3 separate regions of the Sus scrofa genome follow, and regions 1 and 2 are each linked to region 3. The links are chromatin contacts, called in public Hi-C and HiChIP or PLAC-seq maps. All regions are on one chromosome and are shown on one strand. The core of a region is the stretch at or near the end of the contact, and the rest is flanking DNA. Distances in the headings are between cores, read along the strand shown.

The links. Hi-C and Micro-C count contacts between places; a contact is called where the count stands out from the background. HiChIP or PLAC-seq counts read pairs in DNA pulled down with a chosen protein or histone mark.
Region 1: a Hi-C map of retroperitoneal adipose tissue shows a contact between it and region 3, with 4 times the contacts expected there. The contact joins the enhancer-like site here to the promoter of FAM129A in region 3. A contact is called at or near these places in 2 of 5 promoter capture datasets (fetal liver and liver), 31 of 47 Hi-C or Micro-C datasets (adipose tissue, alveolar macrophages, blood and 15 more) and 2 of 2 datasets of contacts at active chromatin or transcription factors (alveolar macrophages and skeletal muscle).
Region 2: an H3K27ac HiChIP or PLAC-seq map of alveolar macrophages shows a contact between it and region 3. The contact joins the promoter of EDEM3 here to the promoter of FAM129A in region 3. A contact is called at or near these places in 2 of 47 Hi-C or Micro-C datasets (embryonic fibroblasts and heart right ventricle) and 2 of 2 datasets of contacts at active chromatin or transcription factors (alveolar macrophages and skeletal muscle).

Annotation. Positions count from the first base shown.
Region 1 is chr9:126,018,190-126,020,889 of Sscrofa11.1, reverse strand. FAM129A (protein Niban-like) reads left to right here. Exons shown (of 14, transcript NM_001243219.1): 11 at 1,402-1,512. Among named protein-coding and RNA genes, the nearest start is that of EDEM3, 36 kb to the right of the region's middle. Within about 2 kb of position 1,424, at least 16 of the 83 cell types and tissues checked have an H3K27ac peak or open chromatin away from gene starts, as enhancers often do. A contact at or near this core is called in adipose tissue, omental adipose tissue and retroperitoneal adipose tissue, where this site is marked.
Region 2 is chr9:125,981,698-125,984,397 of Sscrofa11.1, reverse strand. It overlaps EDEM3 (ER degradation-enhancing alpha-mannosidase-like protein 3), which reads left to right and starts at 1,325. Exons shown (of 20, transcript XM_021102628.1): 1 at 1,325-1,767. The coding sequence starts at 1,607. It overlaps LOC110262256 (a long non-coding RNA gene), which reads right to left and starts at 1,284. Exons shown (of 3, transcript XR_002347094.1): 1 at 721-1,284; 2 at 215-298.
Region 3 is chr9:126,171,323-126,174,022 of Sscrofa11.1, reverse strand. FAM129A (protein Niban-like) reads left to right here and starts at 1,444. Exons shown (of 14, transcript NM_001243219.1): 1 at 1,444-1,668. The coding sequence starts at 1,614. It overlaps RNF2 (E3 ubiquitin-protein ligase RING2), which reads right to left and starts at 1,386. Exons shown (of 7, transcript XM_021102634.1): 1 at 1,364-1,386.

The DNA.
Region 1 (2,700 bases), core at 175-2,674, 150 kb after region 3:
CCTAGTCCAGCCGACTTCATATTTTCATGCTGATGAGCATCGCAGAGAAGAAATATCTCAGGGAAATGAAGCAGCGTGAATCGACAATTACTTGATTTGTCAAATCAGTGCTGTTAACAGTGGCTGCACATAAGAATCATCTGGGAGCTTTTAAGAAATAGCGATGTCTAGGCCACACTCTCCATGATTCTGATTTTTTTTTTTTTTTTGGCAACATAAAAAAAATCTTCACTTCTATTGCAACTGCTTTTAATTTGCAGCCAGGATGGAGAACCACTGGCTCGAGTTCATTCCCTAACCTAGTTAAAAGTAAATCAATCAGTCCATCGCAGCTCGAAATTTGGATTCCTTATGTCTGTTTGATAGGTTCCTCTTTTCCCCACAAGGAACTTTTTCTTGAGGAACAGGAATGAATAGCACAAATTCAGTGCATATTCTAGTGAAGGCTGTGATCATGGAAGCCATAAGAGCACGATGCTACTTCAAAGATGTGTTCCAGGGGAGATTCCTGTGGGGCTGGACACAGCGCCAGACCCCACTTCAGGGAGCCGATAGTGAGAGATCCTTGGGTAAATTCAGTACAGCATTGGAAGCGCTGTGAGAAAGGTACCATGTCCCTGTGTCAGATGCTTTTGCATCCCAGGCGTGGGGAAGAAAGCATTTTTTTCTTAAACATTATAACAGGATTGAGTAGCACATTTTGTGTATTATCTAACCTCCGAGTTGTGAGGGATTAAAAACAAACCAAGAACAAATCTGGTCAAGAGTTTAACGGAAGAAGAAGTCTGAACTACTTCCGTGTCCTAACCGAGAAGCACGTGGCCACTGTCTCCACCGAGCTCCGACCCTGCCTCCCTTCCCAGCCTGGCAGGGGCAGGAAGAGAAGGAGGACGGGAAGCGGGGAAGTGGGGTGAGAGATGTGCTCAAGTGGTTTACATCACCTGAAAGTGGAGAGGCAGAACTGAGGAGCTAAAAAAAATCATTGGAGAGGCCTCCCACCTCATTTTGTTAAGGTCTGGCTCCAGGTAGCAGAGAACAGACGAAGGGGATGCCCACTGGAGATGGTGGGTGTCCTCGATCTCCCGGTTCAGGGAGGAGGAGAAGAGGTGAAAAGAAAAGATACATTCATGTGTACGTACATGCATAGATCGTGTGTGCGCGCGTGCGCGCATGTGCGCGCACTTTCCACCTCTCACCGATCCCACTGTGGCCATGAGCCTGTGCGTGTCACAATCCTTCAGGAGGTGAGGACCTGATGCCCTGGGTCACCCCCAGGGTAGTGCCCGCAGGGGCCTCATCTCTGATGATATCCCCTCCCTTCTTTCCAAGCCGACTTAGACCTGCGGGTGGTGGTCCCAGCCTCTGACCGCGGTCTGCTTCTGTGCTGTCTTTGGTTTCTAGCTCATGGAGAATGCCGTGTTCACTTTCGAGCAGTTGCTCTCCCCACATCTCCAAGGAGAGGCCTCCAAAACCACTGTCGCCATTGAGAAGGTTAAACTCCGGGTCTTAAAGGTAAAATTGTTCTCTTATTCATGGGAAGCTTGCAGCAAAACCATGACCGATTTCTTTTGTTAAGCGGAAAATACCGAGTTCTCTTTTGCACTCTCTCCTCCCCTCCCGGTCTTTCCCCCCAAGGTACCGGTGACGTCACCGAGCAGCAGTTCGCCCATGACTTTCATGCCTCTTCTGCCCTCTAGTGGCTACTTTGGGTCCTCAGCATCAGTGTCCCTCAGCCAGAAGGGACGTGTCCAGGCTTACTTGCATAGCAGTTGGATTTGATATTTATTGGCTGCCCACGATAAACAATTGTGATATGTATTTCGTGGAATCTAAAAATAAGCAAGGCACACCCTCTTTCTTCAAAGAGTTTACAGTACAGCAAAGCCCATTTAAATTAACCAACATGTTTAGAAAAATCAAAATCTCATAGCAAAGGAACTACTCCAAGAGATACCTGCCATGTAAAATGGTTTTAAATGTGCTTCATGCTTGAGTGTATATTAAAATGGTTGTAATAATATGAGCTTGCATATATAGAGCATAGTTTTAAACTTTAAAAAAAACAAACAAAACTATCCTGTTTCATTTGATCCTCATAAGAACTTGTGAGATCACGGGAATATGTCTCCATTGTAGAGATGAGGAAACTGACTCCCTAAGATCTCGTGTGATTTAACAGAAGCTCGACAGGCTGGCTAGTCAATGGTGAGCTTAGAGTGAAACTATCCCTAAACCTAGTCAGCTAATTCTTTAAGACCTGCTTTCCCTAAACAGGTCTTTGGAGCAGAAGGTCAAAGTCTCACAGACTCTAGGAGGTGGTCCCTGAATTTCAGACATGATCTATTTTTTTTTAATTAAAGCATAGTTGATTTACAATGTTATGCTAATTTCTGCTATACAGCAAAGTAACTCAGTTACATAAGACCTACATTCTTTTTTTAATATTCCTTTCCATCATGGTTTGTCCCAGGACACTGGATATAATTCCCTGTGCTAAAGGGTAGAATATCGCTATCTATCCATTCTAAGTATAATAGTTTGCGTCACCTACCCCCAAACCCCCAGTCCATCCCTCTCCCTCCTGTCTCTTACTTGGCAACCACAAGTCTGTTCTCTATGTTCGAACCCCATCTTAATGCCTCACAAGAAGTAGTAAACTCTGGCAACCAAGTCATTGAGATTAAAAGCAGTATTTGTCAT
Region 2 (2,700 bases), core at 76-2,575, 190 kb after region 3:
GAATTTCTATTAGGGAGGAGGAAAAGTGGGTCTAGAAATCAGGATGTATATCAACCACAGGGATATGATGCTTGAATCCATATAAGTGGAAGAAATCACCACGGAATAGAGTACAAAGAAAAAAACGCACACACATAAACACTTTAAAATGCAGGAAGCACCTGCATTTTAAGGCAAAGAGGGGGCATGAAGGCGGAGGATTCATTGATCTCACCTGAATGGTCCGTCTGAGAGGAAAGCAGATGATGCAAGGTGATAGAAATCAAGGAAGAAACTTTCCAGAAAGGCAGCTCAGCTGCTGAGGGCACGAGGAGAAAGCAATTTCCTGTGGTCATAGAGGTCAAATCCAAGCTCCTAAACTCCACACCTACCCACTCAATTACCACGTGTGAAAAACGATGTGTATTTTCAAGAGGAACCTAATTCTCATTTTACCAATGTGAATCGGTGGGAATGGGTGATCAAAATAAATTGCAATTTCCAATCTTTATTAAACGTTCTTTGCAGCTCACACTATTTTCCTTACATTGAGCTTTTAAGATAACTATTATTAAGCAAGTGCGAGGCCTCCCCTGCCCTCCTTCATTTCACCCTTGTGGTTACATGCGAGGACTTCTGAGTCACAGAAGCTGGTTGGAATCTAACCCAGCAGATGAGGCTTGTAACCTAAGTTCTCCGACCTCAGCTTCCTCGTTTGCAAAATGGGACCGGGGTACTTACCAATTAAAGTTGCCAAGAGTACATGAGCGATTACAAGGAAAACTCTCAGCACACTGCCGTCAAAGGCTCGATTCATTTTTGCCTTTAACGTTTTGCAATCTCGGTGAGGGCAGAGGACAACTCCAAAAGCGTATGCATTTAGGGACTACTATTCCTTATGGCGTGCAGCACGGACCTGAGGCCATGTGAGCCTCATCTAGCCGGCACTCACGGAAATGTATTTGCAGGAAAAAGGCTAAAGAGCTGACAGGTTCCTGGGAACTATGCAACCCACAAAGGGAGGGCTGGTGCAAGACGCCAGGGAAAGCCAGATCGCAGGAACCGCCCGTGCCCCTCGGAGAACCACATGTCCCAGGGTGCAGCGCGCCCACCCCGGAATTTTAGCCCGGCGGATCCAACTGCGAGAGCTCCGAGGAGGGAGCAGTGCACGCTGGGACCGGTAGTTTTCAGGTCTCAAGTTCACGGGTCGGAGGACGGCCGAGGCTAGAGGTCCCTCCCCAGTCCCGCCTTTTGTCCACGTCTCACTTCTGCTGGCCAATACCCTCTCCTGTCCCCGGAGCCAGCCCCTCTCTGATCCGGTCCCCATTGGTCCTGAGGCTCAGCGTCTGGGGCCCTACCCGGAAGTCGCGTCGGGGGAGGTGGTTTCCTAGACTACGACACCGGAAAGCTGGGGGAGGCGCTCTGGGCCGCTGAGGGCGGAGGGCGGTGGCAGCGCTGGCGCTGGGGACCGGCTCGGTGGCTTCGGGAAACCGTTCGGCGACGGCGACCGCTCGCGTTCCTCCGCATCCCGCCCTCCGCACGGCTCGCAGCCCCTTTGCCACCGGCGTCCAGCAATGTGTCCCACCGGCCGGGCGTAGCAGCTGCGCGTGCGCGGAACCGCGGGGCCATGAGCGGAGCCGGCGGCGGCAGGGGCTGTGGGTCTCGGGTCCCCCAGCGAGCGCCATGGAACCTGGTGGCGGCGACGGCCGCGCTCTGTCTGGTGTCAGCCACATCCGTGTGGACGGCGGGGGCCGCGCCCATGAGCAGGGAGGAGAAACAGAGGCTTGGGTAAGGGCGCTTGGCAGCCTGGGGTGGGTTTCCTCGTGAGGCTGACCACAGGTTAGGTGCCTGTCATTGCGACCTGGGCGCGCAGTGGCCTCTCCTGTCGCGATGGGGACGGCTGTTGCCTCGAGAGGACCCTGGCGGGGTGGACAGGGTGCAGGAAGGACGGGGCCACCGCCCGCGATGCGATCTCGAGGGGACTCTCGGGGTGTCTCTGGGGCCGTCGGTGACATGTGCAAGCTCCTTGAGGCCAGCCGCGGTGTGTCAAGGCGGCTGCCATGTCAGTGGCAGGTGAAGGGGGCTGCAGCGTGTCCCTGCGCGTGAGAATTCTGCGGGTTGTCTTTCATCAGGGACGTGGTGAGATTTCTCGCATAAGTGAGCTCCCAGCTGGGAAAATGTTGCTGATCCCACAGTAGTTAAGGAAATCATGTTTACACCTGCTGTGGAAAAGGGGGTATTCATTGGAACCTGAACTTTAAACACTTTACCATTTCCTTGTGGTGTTTTCTTGTTTTGCACTTTCCTAATAGGATAGTATTTGATGGCAATATTTAAAAGACCTAATTAACTATGCTTTTTTATTCAAAGTAGTTTTAATAGGTTTTTTTGTTTGTTTTTTTAGGGCCGCACCCGCCGGCATATGGAGGTTCCCAGGCTAGGGGTCGAATTGGAGCTGTAGCTGCAGGCCTCTGCCACAGCCACAGCAATGCGCCAGATCCGAGCCACATCTAGGACCTACACCACAGCTCACCAGCAATGTGGATCCTTAACCCACTGAGCAAGGCCAGGGATCAAACCTGTGTCCTCATGGATACTACTCAGATTCGTTTCCACTGAGCCACATCAGGATCTCCATATTAGTCTTGAAAGCCGTAAATCTTCAGTTATCTGTACAGCATTGAACCCAGAGTCACTATCCCTAATGTACAATAGGTCCCA
Region 3 (2,700 bases), core at 195-2,694:
GAGAGCAAGGGGGAGGGAGAGTGGGTGGGAAATGAGGGCAGAGAGGAAGTCTGGCCTAATGTCAGCGATAGACTTGGTGGCTTTTTTTCTGAAGGAGGGAGCTCAGGAGGCTATTGTAGTTATCCATGTGAGAAATTGCGGGGTTGATAGCAGTGGAGGGGAGGAGAAATGGTGGGATAGTGGATATATTTTGCAAGTAGATTTGAAAGGATTTACTGATGGATTGGAAAGGTGTGAGAGATTGTGAGGTATGAGACATCTCTGTGTTAAAACGCTAGATAATTAACTTTGAAGGAAAAAGCCTCCAAAGTCCTCCTCAGACCTGCTTCTTGTCTGAACAGCTCATTTGACCTTGGAGGTTACGTCAATAGGAGTCACTACGAGCTGACTGCTAAGAATAGGAAGACATGAGTGTTGACCCTTCTACCAAGCTGGTTCTTGTTTGGGAAAAGCTGCCAAGCTAAACAGTGGTTGTGGGAAAAGAACAAGTGCCCTTTCTAATGAACGCATTCCAGTTTGTCTAGGAGAGGAACTGAACCTAAAAGTGTAAGAGCAGACTTTGATCAAGTCTTAAGAAGTTTCTAGACTGGGAGTATACAGTAGGACCCACAGTCAGGTTCTCCCTAACTTTTGCTTTTTTTTTTTTTTTTTTTCCTTAGGGCCACATATGTGGCATATGGATGTTCCCAGGCTAGGGGTCCAATGGGAGCTCCAGCTGCTGGCCTAGCCACAGCCACAGCCACAGCCACAGCCACGTAGGATCTTTAACCCACCGGTGGAGGTCAGGGTTAAAACCAGCATCCTCATGGATACTAGCGGGAGTCCTTACCGCTGAGCCACGACGGGAATGCCTCCCTAATTTTTTCTATTTCTGTCTTTTTTTCCTTCATTCCCCATTTCCTCCTTGGCCCAACTTCTTGGCTGCAGGAAGGCAAGTTTATCATTGGTTTTCAAACATCAGCAGGCGTCAGAATTACCTGGAGGGCCTGTGAAAACAGATTGCTGGGCCCTACTCCCAGTTTCTAATTGGGGAGGGTGTGTGTGCGTGTGTGTATCTGTGTGTATGTGTGTGTGTGTGTGTGTGTGTGTGTGTGTGTAGAGGGAGGTGCTGAGATTTTGGATTTCTAATATGTTCGTAGGTGATGTTTGAGAACTGTTGCTTCCTGTCCTGGAGGGAAGAGCGTGCAAAGCAGGGGGCTTTTGAACTCCACCTCGTGGGATGTGAGGGGGAAGGGTCCGGCTCACAGGGGTTTCCCATTACCAGGGAAATTGTCCTCTGACTCGAGGTGAAAATAAGAAGTCAGCGAAGAGAAGGAGAAGGAGCTGAAAGTCGTTCCAGGCCACACTTCCCCTCAGAACTCACCAGTGAAGCGAAGGCGGGAAGGCAGCCCCGGGGCCAGCCCACAGATCCTCAGAGGGCGCGGACCCGGAGGAGGCGCCCTAGAAGGCCGCGCCTCTCGGAGGAAGTGTGTCCTTTAATTGCAGCGCTCAGATCTCCGTCGCATCGGCTTCCAGGAGCGGGCAGCGGGCGCCGACGGGAGTGGCAGTCCCTCCCGCCGGGGGAGTGGGCCGGGCAGCCGCGCGCTCAGCATCCTCCTGCACCTTCCGTCGCCATGGGCGGCTCGGCCTCCAGCCAGTTGGACGAGGGCAAGTGCGCCTACATCCGAGGTACGCCCGCCGGGGCTTCCCGGGAGCGCGGCGCCGGTCCGCCTCGAGCCTTGGCCCTACTGGGCGCGACCCCAGAGGTGCCCGCAGACTCCCTCCTCCATCCCCCGCCCTCCACGGTCCGCTCTCCTCCGGCGGGCGCGGGCCTGGCAGGGGGCACGGCGTCTTCTCAGCCAGCGTTCTTCCAGCTGGAGGGCAGCTCGCCACGAGCCCTGGCCGGGGTGGGGGGCGCTGCAGCCAGGTGAGCGGGCTGGGGATGCTTTGGGAAGCGCCGCCGGAAGGCTGGGAGAAACAGGTGCAGGCTACGGAGTGGGGGACCACCCCGGTTCCTCCACTCGGCCCGCCTCGATGTCTCTTCTGCACCCCACCCCAGCCCAGCAACACCTCCCCATCCTGTCTGTACCTGTCCCTGGACTCAGTTCTGAGCCCTTTCTGAACTTGCCGCAAAAAGAACAGTGGGGGATATCCCTCGCTTCTAGAGATTTCCCTGGGGATTCCCGGCCTATGAAGCAGAATTTCCCTCCTGGTACTGTTGGCCTGGTTTTGTAAAACGCGGCGTCGGCCAAAGTTTCACTTGAACTTCATAATGTCACTTGCGGGATGATTTCATCAGAGGCAGAAAGGACAATGTCATTACGCTCTCATGTTGTGTGGTTACCTTTACTTACCCGCAGACGAGGGGAAGCAAAAGAGGAACGCTGACCTGCTGTGTAACAGTTGCTAAAGTTTTAGATGGGGACAAACTCATTTGGGAGGCTTTCGGGGATATAGTGATACAGTGAAAAGAGTGAGGCAGAAGAAAACAAAAACCAAACAGCTGAAACTGCAGGAAATAGTGATTCTTTCTCTCCTGGGTGTAATTGGCTTCTTTCTCTTTCCTCCCTCCAAACTTTGCCCACAACCACTACCTAACATTTGGTTAGTTTGTGAGTTTAGTGTTTTTCTCCCGTTAGAAGTATCTTCTAAACTAGATATTACACTTAATAATGTTAAGAAAAAGAAAAAAGTAAAGTTCTTCCTGATACCCTTTTCTGG